Linked DNA regions of Zea mays: region 1 is linked to region 2. A link is a contact called in public Hi-C data. All regions are on one chromosome and are shown on one strand. The core of a region is the stretch at or near the end of the contact, and the rest is flanking DNA. Distances in the headings are between cores, read along the strand shown.

Region 1 (7,405 bases), core at 16-2,515, 160 kb after region 2:
TAGAATGCTGAGTTAGGGACATCTATCTTCTTGCCATTGTCTCCTTTGACCTTGGCGACGGGCACCAAGGTTGCTGCGCTATTGGTGAGGTAGTCTTTAGCTAACTTCTTGCATGACTATATGCACTTGCATTTTGAGAGCAGGATTGCTTTTGTTTAGCTTCTCAGAAATAACTTGGCTAGTGAGAGGATTGATGGTGGGTGTAGAGACTTATTATAGAAGAGGTGGATGAGATAAATCAGAGGATAAATTGATTGAAGTGTTGTGCTTAAGCCATTGTCTATTATTTATAGAATAAACTATTGCCCCGATTTACAAATATAAAAACATGAAAGACTTGATTTAGTTGTTACACCTTTCTATCTTTATATAAACCAAATCAAGTCTATCTTTGCAACTAATTATGTGTAAATCTAAATTATAGTGCCATAATTCTAGACTAGCAAAGTGCCCATACGTTGCTACAATTTTCATTTATAAGTATAGAATATAAAACAAAGACATGCACATTTTGTTGGCTAGGTATGTGTGAATGTAGGTTTAGAGTCAACAACCACGGTTCAAATTTCTATTTGTACATAATTTTATCAATTTTATTAGTTTTAAAGCTATATGCTTCTTAAGCAGAGACCACAATAAATTTTAAGGGCTTGTATCTCCTCGATGCAATATGCTTAAAGTTATTAATAAATTATTCCTTTATAAAAAACATGTGCAACCAACCTGATCTCTTGTATACGTAATCAACCACGAGCGCTTATATTAACCCAAAACTTCACATCTATTTTCCCGTCCCTGTCTCGCTCACCCAAATTCTTCTGCACTGTCATAAAGGACATCTAGAAGGTAAACGTGACAGTCGTGGCACCACTTTTACCTTCTCTATAGACAAGCGCCGCTGGTGATGTGTGGTTGAATAGCTGAGAGAGAGAGAGAGATGAGGCGTTCTAGATTACGAGTTTAGTTTTGTATTGATTGTTGGCAAAAAGTTTGTTAGATTTGTTTTTATATAATTATTGTGCGTTAACATTTAATTGAATATTTATGTGTTTGGCTAGTGGGAGTATGAGAGAGCGAGGACTCCTTTGAAGTAAAGGAAAATTTCTTGAATTCTATATTTTCTCTATATTTATAAACTAATTCATGTGAAATTCCTATAACATTCTTCCTGCGAAATTAATGCGTTCTAACTTAGAAAGGAGCCTGAGAGGTGGATGAGAAATCAGAGGATAAATTGATTGAAGTGTTGTGCTTAAGCCGGCACTGGTGGGTCCGACGGTCATTGGCTCCAGAACTCCCACGAGGCCACGACTGGTCGACTCCTCCGAGGCTGAGGCTCCCATGGGCCACTGTTCGAGTTCTACGGCGAGCGACGGCCGCCTGCTGGATCCATCGCCGCCAGCAGACGAGCCCCGCTAGGAGGAGGCAACGGAGGCGCGTCGCACAGTGCATTGTAACAGTGGAAAGTGGGAAACGATACGTACGTCTCCGTTTATTCTTGCCCCCACCTCATCTTGATACAAATGCCATCAGCAGCGGTGAAAATTGTGATGCAGTTTTCTTACCAAATAGCTAAAAAGTTCCCGAGGAAATCTCCAGCAGCAAGAGTAATTTGGGTGCGTTTCGTGTACATTCATAACTCGGAAGCAGTACTGTATTTTTTTTAAATGACAAATTGTTGAAAGTCTTGCAATAGATCAGAAATTACATTGCTGCAAGCACTGGCCATCTCTCTTTAGCAAGTTCTCTTATTACAGAAGTTAGAAGAATGAACACCTAGCCCTCTAGGGCTCTAGAGTCTAGACTATAGTAGGGGTTAGTATGAACGTAGTATTTTGAATTCTTATAAATTATTAAAATTCCAAATAACGACATTGTGTCCTTAAAACTCTGAGCACCATTTGTCATACAAGGAGTTTGCAAAGTCAAACTTCAAGTGGACTTTCTATTTATCATAGGGAAATCTCCCCTCTGAGACAAGTCAAAGTTTCAGCTATAATACATACAAATCTGCGGTCAGAATCAGTCCATTCAGCAACGGAGTACTGCAAGTAGCTATTGTAAAATGCAAAGGTGGCTGTGCTGTCTACATCTGATCTAACTATTGGCATACTTTGATGCTTACCATTGACTTCTCTTTCGGGGAAATCAACCTTGAAGTTTCCACGAAAGTGTTGTATTTAGTTCAGTCACCATCATGACAACTTAAGAACGTAGCAGATAGAACATGTGCCATTGCTCCAAGTATCCAGACTGTGCACCCTGCCAGATCTACCTTGTTTCGAAGTTTGCGCATCTGAGTTTCAGTGAGCAGGTAAATCCTTGAAGCCACCCGTCAAATAGGTGAAGATTATCTCTGTCATTCTGGTGTTTAACAATTTCTTCATCAAACAATGGGGTTGAGTCTCACATCTGCAGTGCTTCTTCTGGACATGCAAAACTCTCATATGCTTTGATCTCTCCTCAGATATCTTCCCTCACAAAAGCACAAAGTCATGGCCGCCGCCGCCACAATCATGTTCGCTGGGAAGTTGGCCGGGAGCTCGGTGGCAAATGCAACCATCTCCTTTTGGATCAACAAAGCTTTCACCTGCCTGACTGACTACTGGAAGGCTGATGGCTTGGAAGATGTCAAGGGTAGGGTGCTGCAGTCAGTGAAGAAGGTCCAGGTTGTATTTGATATCGTTGACCCTGAATACATCAAGGAACAAAGCTCTGCCCTTGATCTTTGGCTGTGGCAGTTCAGGGATGCAGTTGAGGAGGCAGAGGATGTTATAGATGAGCTTCACTACGATGAGCTTAGAGAGAAGGCAAAGGATCATAAGGTCAGTGACTGGGGCTCCTCTTCTGCTAAACTGAAGCATAAGTTTGTCAAGTCCGTTAAACATGCTGGTGTCATGGGTAAGACTGTGAAAGAATTTACTCACCGTGGCACACTCAAGAGGCTGAGGAAAGTCTTGGAGGGATTAGAAAAGGCAGCCACCGAAATTGTGGCTATCCTCACAGTCACACAACATCTCAAAGACATTGGTTCAGGTAGTAAAAGGCAGGTGAATTTTGTGATCAAGGATCATGACACTGGTTCAACATTAACTGAACCTTACTTTGTTGGACGAGAAGAGGAGAAACAAAAGATTGTGCAATGGCTGATTGAGGCGCCAGTGGAAGCATCTGAAATTGTGAGGAGTACTCACCATGTTCCTATTCTCTCGTTAGTTGGCCATGGTGGAATGGGGAAGACTACATTAGCTCAATATGTATGTGAAGAGGCTGAAGTTGTCAATGATTTCAAGGTTATATGGGTCCATGTTTCTACTAGATTTAGTGCAACTTCCGTGACAAGTAAACTGCTGGAATCCGTCACAGGGGTAAAACCTTGTGCAGATCATTTAGAGACGCTTCAGCAGATGCTCAAACAAGAACTCAGGTCTGTAAAGTTTTTCCTTATTTTGGATGATGTCTGGGAAGATGAGAATAAAAAGGAATGGGAAAATGTATTCGCTCCACTAAGGAAAGCAAAGAGTGGGAGCAAAATTTTAGTAACAACCAGAATGCAGTCAGTAGCAGATATGGCTGCAAATGCCATGGGGGTTGAAAGAGAATACCTGGAATTAGAAGGGCTGCAAGAAGATGAAAATCTTAAATTATTCAATCATCATGTATATTCTGGTAGGAATCCACAAGATTTTGAAAATTTAAAACCCATAGGTGAACATCTTGTAAAACAACTTGGAGGATGTCCCTTGGTAACAAAGGTTGTCAGCGGTTATTTGCAGTGCAATATGGATCCTGACAGCTGGACCGATTTCTTACAAGAAGGCCTTGTACATTTTAATGGAAGTGAAGATTATGTAATGGAAACTTTGAGATTAAGCTATTATTGCCTACCGGCACAGGTCCAGATTTGCTTTCGATATTGCAGCATATTTCCGCAGAACTATGAATTTAAAAAGAAAGATTTAGTGTTGATGTGGATGGGTTCAGGATTGATATCACAACATGGAAACAAACCAAGAAGGATTGAGAATATTGGGTATCAGATCTTGGCTGAGTTAACTAGGAAGTCATTCTTTGAAATGAAATTCAAGGTACTTCAGTATAGTCAGAGAAGAGAAGAATATTACGTCATGCATGACCTGATGCATGAACTGGCACAATATGTTTCTGCTGGCGAATGCTCAACATTAATTGATCCCGTCATGTTGGAAAATGAGAGTGAAAATATTCGACACTTGCGTATTGCTTGTGTTGACAAGTTTTCTGCTGAAGAGGTCAAGAAAATCACACGTTTTAAGAATCTGCGCACTGCTATTATTGATGGTCCAGGTTTGATTGACAACGATATGGCAGTCATGGTTGAGAATGTTATACAAAAATCAAAATCCTTGCGTCTACTGCGATCAAATCTGGAGAACACATTCCATCTTCCTAAACTTGCTGATTTAAAGCATCTTCGTTATGTCTATCTGCATAGGATATCACTTGAGGGAATGCGTGGGCTTGTTAAACTTCATCACTTACAGCTAGTTGATTGTTTGAATGATTGTGGGGAGGAACTAAGGCAAGTGATGTGTTTGGGGAACATTGATCATCTGCGATATGTAAATTATGGGTCGCGTAGAATTGGTGAGTTTCCAATTGGTAGACTCACTTCACTTCAGGAGCTGCACAACTATCGGGTACAGGGAGGTGAAGGTAACAAAATAAGTGATATCAAGAACCTGGGTGCTCTTCGCGAACTAGATGTTTTCAGCATTGAGAATGTTGAAAGTCTTGAAGAAGCTGATAATGCCAAGTTAAAAGAAAAACCATATCTCAACTCTCTATCTCTCATGTGGTCAGCACGTGCTGATGCGAAAAATGGGAAAGATGATTTGATTCTTGATCATCTTGAGCCACATGCCCACATTCGAAACCTGAATATTTCTGGTTATTGTGGTGCAAGGCCTCCTATTTGGATTGAAAATCTCCATGTGAAGAACCTGGTGTCACTTGAGTTAGCAAGATGCATGTATTGGGAACAGCTGCCTTCACTCGGAGAATTAGAATGTCTTAAGAAACTTTTGTTGGAGTGCCTTCCTAGCCTACAACAGATTGGTCAACCATCTCAACTTTCCAACATTAGCTGTATTGGTTCATACCTTCCTCCACATCTTGACACATTGATTATAAGACATTGCAAAGAACTGAAGCAGATCCCTATCCTACCACCCTGCTTGGTTCATTTGGAAATATGTAGGGTTGGGTTGACCGAATTCCCAAGTATAGGCAATATACATGGTGAGAGTATCGAAAGCAGGCCATCTAAAATGCAGTTTGTCAGTGTTGAAGAATGTGAAAGTCTGACCTTACCTAAAGGAAGCCCTCTGTTGCAAATACACTACATCAGAACAATCCATGTCCTACACATTAGTGACTGTAAAGAACTGGAATCTGCTCCCCTGTTCGATGAAATGAGAAACCTTAGAGAGCTCAGCATCATAAATTGCCCTAAGCTGAGGGCATCAAGCGAAACTGAAGGCAAGAACCTGTCACCATCACTAAAGAATCTTATAATCAAGCAGTGTGGTGATCTAGTGCATTTTCTTATTAAGTCACTACATGGTCTCGTTAACCTTTCAGAGCTGGTACTAGAAAATTGCCCCGGCCTTCTATCCCTTCCGTCAGCTGATGTGTTCAAGAGTCTCAAGTCGCTGAAGTTCTTGGAGGTAATTGGGTGTGAGAATCTTTCGTCATTTGGTGGACTCAGTTCCCTTTGTTCCCTTGTTACACTGAAGATTAGCTCCTGCAGTAAGCTTGCAGCTCCACCTGTACTGGGTGGTGCTGCGTCTGGTCCTGCTAATTATGATGATGATGTTATAGAAGAAGAGAATATGGTGTTGCCTGTTAATTCCTTGCAGATCGACTATCTTGAAGTTGATCTCCCATGTGTATTGAACATTGAACCTCTCAGTAGACTTTGCCACACCAAAGGATTGGTAATTGGAGGCGGGACACAGATGGTGAGCTTGCCAGAGCAATGGCTTCTACAGAACCACAAAGAACTGCAGTCACTAAAGGTGTTATGTGCCAGTTCATTGGAGTCTCTGCCACCAAGTATGCGAGCCCTGAGAGCGCTCAACTTCTTCTTGTTGTCAGGAGCTGGGAAACTTACATCACTTCCAGACATGCCCTCCTCCCTACAATGGCTCCATGTCATAGGCTGCTGTCCAGAGCTGGTGACCCAGATTAGAGTGAAGGACAACCCTGAATGGAGAAAGATCTCCACAGTTCCCAAGGTGCACATAGCTGCTGCCAAGACTGTCCACTCTTCTCCTCATACTTTTCATGGTATTTATGCACCTCTCTGACCCGCATACACAATTGCTTTACCAATAGAATGCTGAGTTTTCAATTATCCGTTGTTCTATGCCATGTATGTAGAGAGATTTAAAACTAAAAAAAGGCCTGTGATTTACCTATGCTTTAGAATGGTATCTAAGCTTCGTTTGTCTTTCTGAAGGATAAACAAATATCTTGGAAGGTAATATTATCTGGCTGTGATTTACCTATGCTTTAGAGTGGACTCGTGAGGAATTTCCTAGGCTGCAGTTTTTACCTTAAGTACTCTATTTTCCATTGCTTATTTTACTACCTATTATCTAATGCCTGAACATAAACTTATATAGGTGGTTATTGCTTCATGTATGGAAAAGAGTGCAGTGAAGAGACAATATATGAAGTAACCAATAACCATTGAATTATAAGCTTGATCCACTCCGTGTAATTCAAATATGGGGTAACTATTGTTGTTCTTGCTAATGTGTTTACTAGATTCTTCTTATACGATAGCTCTGGTACTTTACACTCTTTACTATATTCTTCTTGCTAATGTGTTTACTAGATTGTGCACGATAGCATATTGAGGTTGTAGCTATTCCTTTGTTTTATTTAAATAAATGTCTGGTCTGTGTAACAAGGTATTTACACATAGCTATTGCAATAAGAAAAAGTTGCGAAAGAAGAATGAGACCTAGGATGCTCAAAGCCGTCTATCAACCTGCAATCCATCTATGTTCAAATAACTTGACACAATTGCCTATATTCTATTGTACCATGAAGGCATGGAGATATAGCCAAAGCCTTTAAAACTCCATCGCCGTCTTACAAAACAAGCTAAAGCATCTCATATGTCTCAAAAGTCGAAAATTTGCATGAAACCAACCAGTCATCTAGTAACATGACCCAATAATAAGGACATGTTTGGCAGCCAGGCAACAGGCACACCAGTCAGCCACCAACAGTGGGGCCAATTCCTATGATGCTTGTTCCCTGTGCAGCAGATGCCCAGCGGGGATCAGGTGCCCTATGGTCATTTGGATCAGGTGCCCCATGGGGATCAGTTGTAGAAACAGAAAACAAAAAC
Region 2 (6,945 bases), core at 1,107-3,606:
ATAATAACATAAAACAAATAGATATAGAGAGACAACATTTTATTCCACTTGTCATTTATAGTGTACTTAGTGACACTAATTTGCTGTAAAAACTTGGTGCCCCCATCTACCAATTCGGCCAAAGCTACAGTAATTTAACTTAAGACCGCAAAAAAAATATTTTAATATATATATATATATATATTCAAGGCTCTGCAGTATATAACAGATTGCTATACGAACGCTTGCGTTGCGCGTACATCACACACACTACCGCAGTATATAACATGAGTATATATTGCATATATATGGGCCGTCGTCGACCGTGGAGAAGCGCCACAAAGCAAGTGAGCGCGCGTCGGTGCATCGCGCGACTTGCATCTTGCATGCGTTTTGATTCTTGCTTCTTGATGTGTCCATCGGTCATTGGAACACAGATCCCGAGGGAAAAATATAAACTGGGGGGGGGGGGGGGGGGGGGTTGATCGGACAGGAACCATTTACAGGCTCACAGCTACTAGCGGCGGGGATTTTTTTTTTGTGTTGGGTGGTTGGGGTGCCTCGGATTAAGGGTGGATATCGAGCTGGCTCATTAAGATAACGAGCTGACTCGACTCGTTATGTTAATGAGCTAAAAAGCTAGCTCGGCTCGACTCGACTCGTTTGCCAACTCGAGCTAACTCGTTTAGTTTGTGAGCCAGATCGATAATAACATGTCTAATGTCTACGAACGGATATAAAAACATGTAGCAAAAAAAAGAGAAGGAGATCTATTTAGAAAAAAGAATAGAGTTTGCAACTTAAGATTCCACACTCAACAAAGAACAAGATTAACTATTTTGGATCGAAGATTATTGTGATTTGACTAACTACTCCAACTTATTTGGCTCGCGAGCCAGCTCGAGCTGGCTCGTTATCGTAACGAGTTAAAATATAAGCTCAACTTGTTACAAATTATAAACGAGTCGAGTCGAGTCGTCCAACCCTACCTTGGATCGAGACTAGAGATGTCAATGGGGAATTCCCCATCGGGTTATAGCATCACATACTCATCCCCAACATGTTTGATCCATCCACATACTCATCCTCATACCCATCATGGGTGCAAAACTCATCCCATACCCATCCCCATTCGGGTTTCGGGTCCCCAATGGGTCCTCACCCCCAATTAATGGATAACTAGGTACTAATAGGTAGCACAAACAATCTAGATTTCAGACATCACCATATCGTCAAGCACTCATCCATGAACCATGATTTATTCATCCATCCATCAAAAAAGAAATAAGTACTTCGGGACCGATAGAAGAAATGGAGAAATGGAGTTTGCTCACCTTCTTTGGTCACCATCTGAGTTCGTTGCCGCCCGAGAATCCATGGTCGTCATCGTCGTCTGGGCAGGGCGTAGCATATGACTGGTTATTTTAGAGTTTTGTTTTTTGCTAGTCTGCTAGTTGCCTTATTGGGCTAGGACCTATGGCCTGGTGCGCTGCCGTGCTAGGCTTGGTGGCCGGCTCAGCCTCAACTCATTCATACAAACACGACAGGTGTACACGTATAAAATACCCATGGGTAATCGGGTTCGGATTATTGCTTCCCAAACCCATACCCGTTTACCCAATGGGTGGAGATTTTGTCCCATATCCATATCCATGGATACAATTTTTGTCTCATACCTGTACCCTAATAGGGGAATTCCCCACGGATTGACGGGTATCGGATCCCCATTGACATCTGTAATCGAGACCCAGCAATGTCTACGGCAGACGAGTATCTTAGGAGCACTAGTACAGTACTTGTGTCGGGAGTCAAAACAGCCTCGATTCCATTTGTCTAACCTCGGCCTCGATATTTTCTTTTTGGTAGTCAGTGCCGCGTTGCTTGCTGACGACCATTTTAGTCGACACAGCAAAAATCGATCACGAGCCTACTTTATTTTTTTTATTATTTTTAGGCTTTTGCTTTGGTATATGTGTGCATTAACCGTGCGTGTGCGTTTTTTTTTTTTGTTATACACACAACACAAGGCTGCACGCGATGCGACGACCGTGCTCTTCTTCGCTACTACTACTACTCACCAGGAAACGGACTTCGGTCCGATTCTAACTGGGTTTCGATTCGAAATATAATAAAAATACAAAAAGCCAAGTTCTGGTAAACAGAACGAAAACTCGGATCAAACTCAAAATAGCATGCACCGCCGAAGCTGCGGCAGGAAAAAAAACGTTGTGGCTGCCGTAGTTCTGTTATTTTTCCCCCCTTCAAACCGAACAGCGCTGGTTCTTTTTTTTTTCCTGTGGCCGTCGTCTGTTGTGGCGGCGTGCCAGGGTACGTACGGCGTGCGACCAAACACGCCCGGCTGAACTGAAACTGAAATCATGCGTTTTGTGACAAATCTCATCTGATTCAACTTTCATTGCAAGCATAAGATCTGCATTGGTTGGTGTTTGACAAATCAAAGGAGGTTGTGTTGTTACTCCAGGTCTCCAGACCAACCAACGCCACGTACAGGTACATTAGAGAGGCATACTAGCTGAGAGTCCACCTCCTCCACTCCAATCCTCCACTCATCCTAAGTTTGCTAATTTGCCTCTCCTCACTTCACTAGTTCACTTCACCTCACTTGCGCCATCGCCCCCGCCGTCACGACACCACCCAGCCGCAACAGTAGATTACCTCGATCTCTCAGAGGGCCAGCAAGGCGGAGGAGGAGAGCCATGTCCAGCCCCACGCACGCCCGCAAGGCCATCCACCTGGCCTCCCTGCGAGCCAGGCTCGCGCAGCAGGGCAAGGCCGGCGTGGCGCTGCGCCTGCTCCTCGCCGCCGCGCTCGCCGGCTTCCTCCTCGTCTTCGCCGCGCGCACCCTGGTCACGTCGCCTGTCCCGGCATCGCCCTCGTACTCATACTCGTCGGAGCCGCAGCCGCATCCGCTGCCGCTGCCCGTGGCGGAGGCGCTGGTGCACTACGCCACGTCCAACGCGACGCCGCAGCAGACGGCGGAGGAGATCGGGGTGGCGCTGCGCGTGCTGCAGCGGCGCGCGCCCTGCAACTTCCTGGTGTTCGGTCTGGGCCTCGACAGCCCCATGTGGGCGGCGCTGAACCACGGGGGGCGGACCGTGTTCCTGGAGGAGGACGCGGCGTGGATCGGCAGCGTGCGGGGCAGGCACCCGGCGCTGGAGTCCCACCACGTGGCCTACGACACGGCGCTGGCCGACGCCGACGCGCTGCTAGGGCTCCGCGCCCACCCGGCCTGCGTCGCGCAGCCCGACCTCGCGGCGGCCGCCGCCGCGTCCTGCCGCCTCGCGCTCCGGGGCCTCCCGCCCGTCTTCGCCGGCCTCGACTGGGACCTCGTCATGGTGGACGCGCCCACGGGGTGGACGCCCCGGGCGCCCGGCCGCATGGGCGCCATCTACACCGCCGGCATGGCGGCGCGCGCGCGCAGGCCAGGGGCCGGCCCCACCCACGTCTTCGTCCACGACGTCGACCGCCCCGTCGAGGACGCCTTCTCCAGGGCGTTCCTGTGCGAGGGCTACCTCGCCGAACAGGTCGGACGGATCAGGCACTTCGTCATCCCGTCACACCGCGACAAGGACGGCACGCCATTCTGCCCTTGACAAGAGTTTGTTCTGCTTTGGTTTGGATCCCACGGTGCCAATTGCCAAACTACTACAGTACTATTATTGCTGCATAGATGTTGCTTTGCAGTTTTTCATTCTACACTGATGAGTGCCTGAGAGTTGGGTAGACGACGATTACAATGTAAAATTCAGAGCTTGCATTGTCTGTTAGGCCTTGTTCGTTTACATCGGATTGCACCCGGAATCATTCCGGCTAAGGCCTTTTCGTTTGTGTCGGATTGATGGGGCGGAACGATTCCTAGCCGGATTGTTTCTCTAATTTATATAAACTTTGATTAGCTGGAACGATTCCGGGTGCAATCCGACGTAAACGAACAAGGCCTAATCAAAGTTTATATAAATTAGAGAAGCAATCTGGCTCGGATTCGTTCCGACCCATCAATCCGACACAAACGAACAAGGCCTTACTCGGATGAAAAACTCCAGGGTACAAATCCAGGTACAAATCGGAGAGAAACGGATACACATGGCTCTGTTCAGCTTCTGCTGCATGCAGTGCAGTGACGGGGACCAGTATCTTGGAATGTGCCTGGAGGCATAGGCATGGCCTTTTGCTGGACATAATACTTGCCATGGCCATGCTGAGTTAATTGACTTTGTAACATTCTGGTGGCGCGACTTTGCTAGTCTACTACTCCGCATGTGCGCTTCGCCAGTTTGGTACTATGGAGCACACACCCGCGCTAAATTGGGACTGTTAATCTCCCGCGCTCTGTAACCTTCCATGAGCTATGGTAAAAGTCAATTTTGTCCCTGCTTTAACCACGACGCTGGTGAAAACCTAACACCTCTTTCCATTCCACGGCGCCGCCAATCTCTCTGTGCTCGTTCCTCCGATGGCGACTCTGACGAGAGGGAAGAAACGGCTGGTCGTCGACGTCGATGTCGAGGTCGACAGTGAGGCCGAAGTGGCTGCCGCCTTCAGTCGATTGTCCGTGTCAATCGTCGCCAAGCCTACAGGCGACGGTAGCGGCAAGGAGCACTCCACCGGCAAGGATGTCACCTGCGCGGCCACATCAGGTACGTGGTACACCCAGCAAACTCACCAGCAACATCCCCAATCCTACAACAGCCAGATGCAATTTACTCCCCAGCAGCAGACCCATTCTGTCTTCAAGCAGTGGTTGGCACCTCGTTCAGTGTCGGTAAGGTTTCCCTTCCACCTATTTTAGGGTTGTGGTTTGTAAATTTTTGCAGTACTATGTTCAATTCCAACAGCATTGTTTGTGGTTTCGTAGATAACCCGATTTGAAACGGTTCGTAGTGACCTCGCCCAAGCCATTGCAAAATGCATGTAGTTGGGAAGGAGTTGAAAGATTTGGTCGGAGACGAGATTATGGATTCACCAGATACGGCCAAAGAGGTGTCAGTGAACTTCGCAATGTGGCGCGTGTATGAGCTTGCTCAGTCACTTGAGAAGGAAGCACAACGTTTAGAAGATCTCGAAGCTGGTCCGTCGCCACCATTATCTGAGTATTTCAATAACCAATTTGCTGAAGATGAAGATATGGGTGGTGGGGAATGGGCACTGGATGATGTCAATTATGAAGAGATTCGGGATCGTCAGAGGAAGTAGAGTAGTATGGGTGGTGTGGAATGGGCACTGGATGTATTATCTGTGTAAGAGTTAGCTTGTGTAAAGTTATCTGAGTATTTCAATAACCTTATTATGTAACTGAACTTGGTAATGAACTACTGTGAACCTGGGTATGTATGACTGAAGTTTATGACTGGTAGTGAACTTGTTCCACGCCCATTCAGTTTATCTGAAGTTTATGAGTGAAGTTTCTGAAGTTGTGTATGTCCATTCAGTTTGCCCAAGCCATTTCTGTTTTTAGTTTTGTTTTCGGATTCTGTTTTCAGTCACATGAACATAAAGCTTCTTTATGAAGTTGTGTATGTCCACCTATGAACCTAGGTTTCTGTTTTCGGTTTCTATTTTTGAATTACTTTGAGTTGACATAAAGTCATACACATCTGCAGTTTCCACAGTTCTTACTTGTTCTAGTAATTGACAAAGAGCTACATAATCTGTTTGGCTATCATAATCCTTTGAAGCTTGACTATGAACAATATTACGCTATGATAGTTTCTGTTCCAGATCAGATTCAGCTAGGATAATGTTGAATTCCTTTCCATCTAATGATTGCTGCAGCTGAAGGGCAATGGTGCTTTCCAGGAAGGCTTCACCTCATAATATTTTGCTCTTTTCAGTTCTTGGGTGCAAACCGTTCAGCTTCACCTAGAGATATTTTTGATATTTTTGAAACACAGACATACACATAGTTTCACACATACAAATACACATTTAGCTAGTCTCACACATCCAGTTACTTTCAAACATTTTTCTTCTTTGGCGTCAACTTCTTTTCTACTGCTCTCTTTTTGTGCCTTTGTGGGGTTAAGTGCCCAACATGACTAACTGCTCTCTTTTCGATATCTGAAAGGCGAGCTTGACTCAATTCCTAACTCAAACTCATTATTAATCGCATACTACCTCATAGCCAGTCTGAATTCTTTCATATCCTTGTACAAACTACCAATCTTCATTATTGGATTAGATCTGTTGCAAACAAATACCCTTTCTTGTGGTATGCAATCGGTGCAGGGCAATGCAGCTGTTTCATCATCAAATTCATCGCTTCGGCGGACACCAAATGGTCTACTGGTAAAAGCATCTTGCCTTTCAGTAGTTTCACGTTCATCTTCTGCTAGCAATCCTAACCGATCATACATCACTGACTCAGAGGCAATCTCTTGTTCTCCTTTTTCTTCCCATCTATCATCAATCTGTATTGCCCCCCAATCAATTTCTAAAACCTAAAACCAAAGGATAAGACAACTATGAAGTACTCGGCGCAGGTACATCAGACAATAAATTGCTGGATATTTGAAATTGAATCAAACCTCCATTCTATGTTCATCCCCAAACATAAAAACTTGGGGATCCGACAAATCCGAGCTCGGAGCCGGTAGATCCACTCTTTCCACAGGAGAAACCGTGGGGAGGCAAGGAAGGGGTGGCTCACTTTCATCGCCGGGAGATGAATCCGGTGAGTGGGCGCAGTACTCATCCTCCATGGAGACGGGTGAAGGGAACACTGAGCTTGGGCAGCGTCGCGCGAGGGATAGCTCCGAGGAAGGGGTAGATGGCAGATGGTGGCGTGGGCAAAACTCTACTGCAGCTTAGACAGCACTTGACTGGAGCTTGGGCAGCGTCGCGCGGCTAGGGGTAGATTAGTACACAGGAGTACACAACCTTCATCAAACGCAAGAGAACAGACGGTTACCGAGGGCGGGAGATTAACAGTCCCAATTTGGCGCGGGT

Evidence for each region. A called contact is a pair of places that touch in the nucleus more often than the background predicts.
Region 1: a contact with region 2 is called in a Hi-C map of ear, with 4 times the contacts expected there. The contact joins the promoter of LOC103652212 here to the promoter of LOC100280988 in region 2. A contact is called at or near these places in 6 of 25 Hi-C or Micro-C datasets (ear, leaf, root tip and 2 more).

What each region holds. Positions count from the first base shown.
Region 1 is chr3:139,019,773-139,027,177 of Zm-B73-REFERENCE-NAM-5.0, forward strand. LOC103652212 (putative disease resistance RPP13-like protein 1) reads left to right here and starts at 1,266. Exons shown (of 3, transcript XM_020550318.1): 1 at 1,266-2,314; 2 at 2,468-6,278; 3 at 6,669-6,970. The coding sequence starts at 2,496. The coding sequence ends at 6,725.
Region 2 is chr3:138,854,070-138,861,014 of Zm-B73-REFERENCE-NAM-5.0, forward strand. LOC100280988 (glucuronoxylan 4-O-methyltransferase 1) reads left to right here and starts at 2,357. Exons shown (of 1, transcript XM_034059758.2): 1 at 2,357-3,832. The coding sequence starts at 2,697. The coding sequence ends at 3,593. It overlaps LOC103650612, which reads left to right and starts at 4,092. Exons shown (of 2, transcript XM_008676180.4): 1 at 4,092-4,762; 2 at 4,856-5,339. The coding sequence starts at 4,454. The coding sequence ends at 4,915.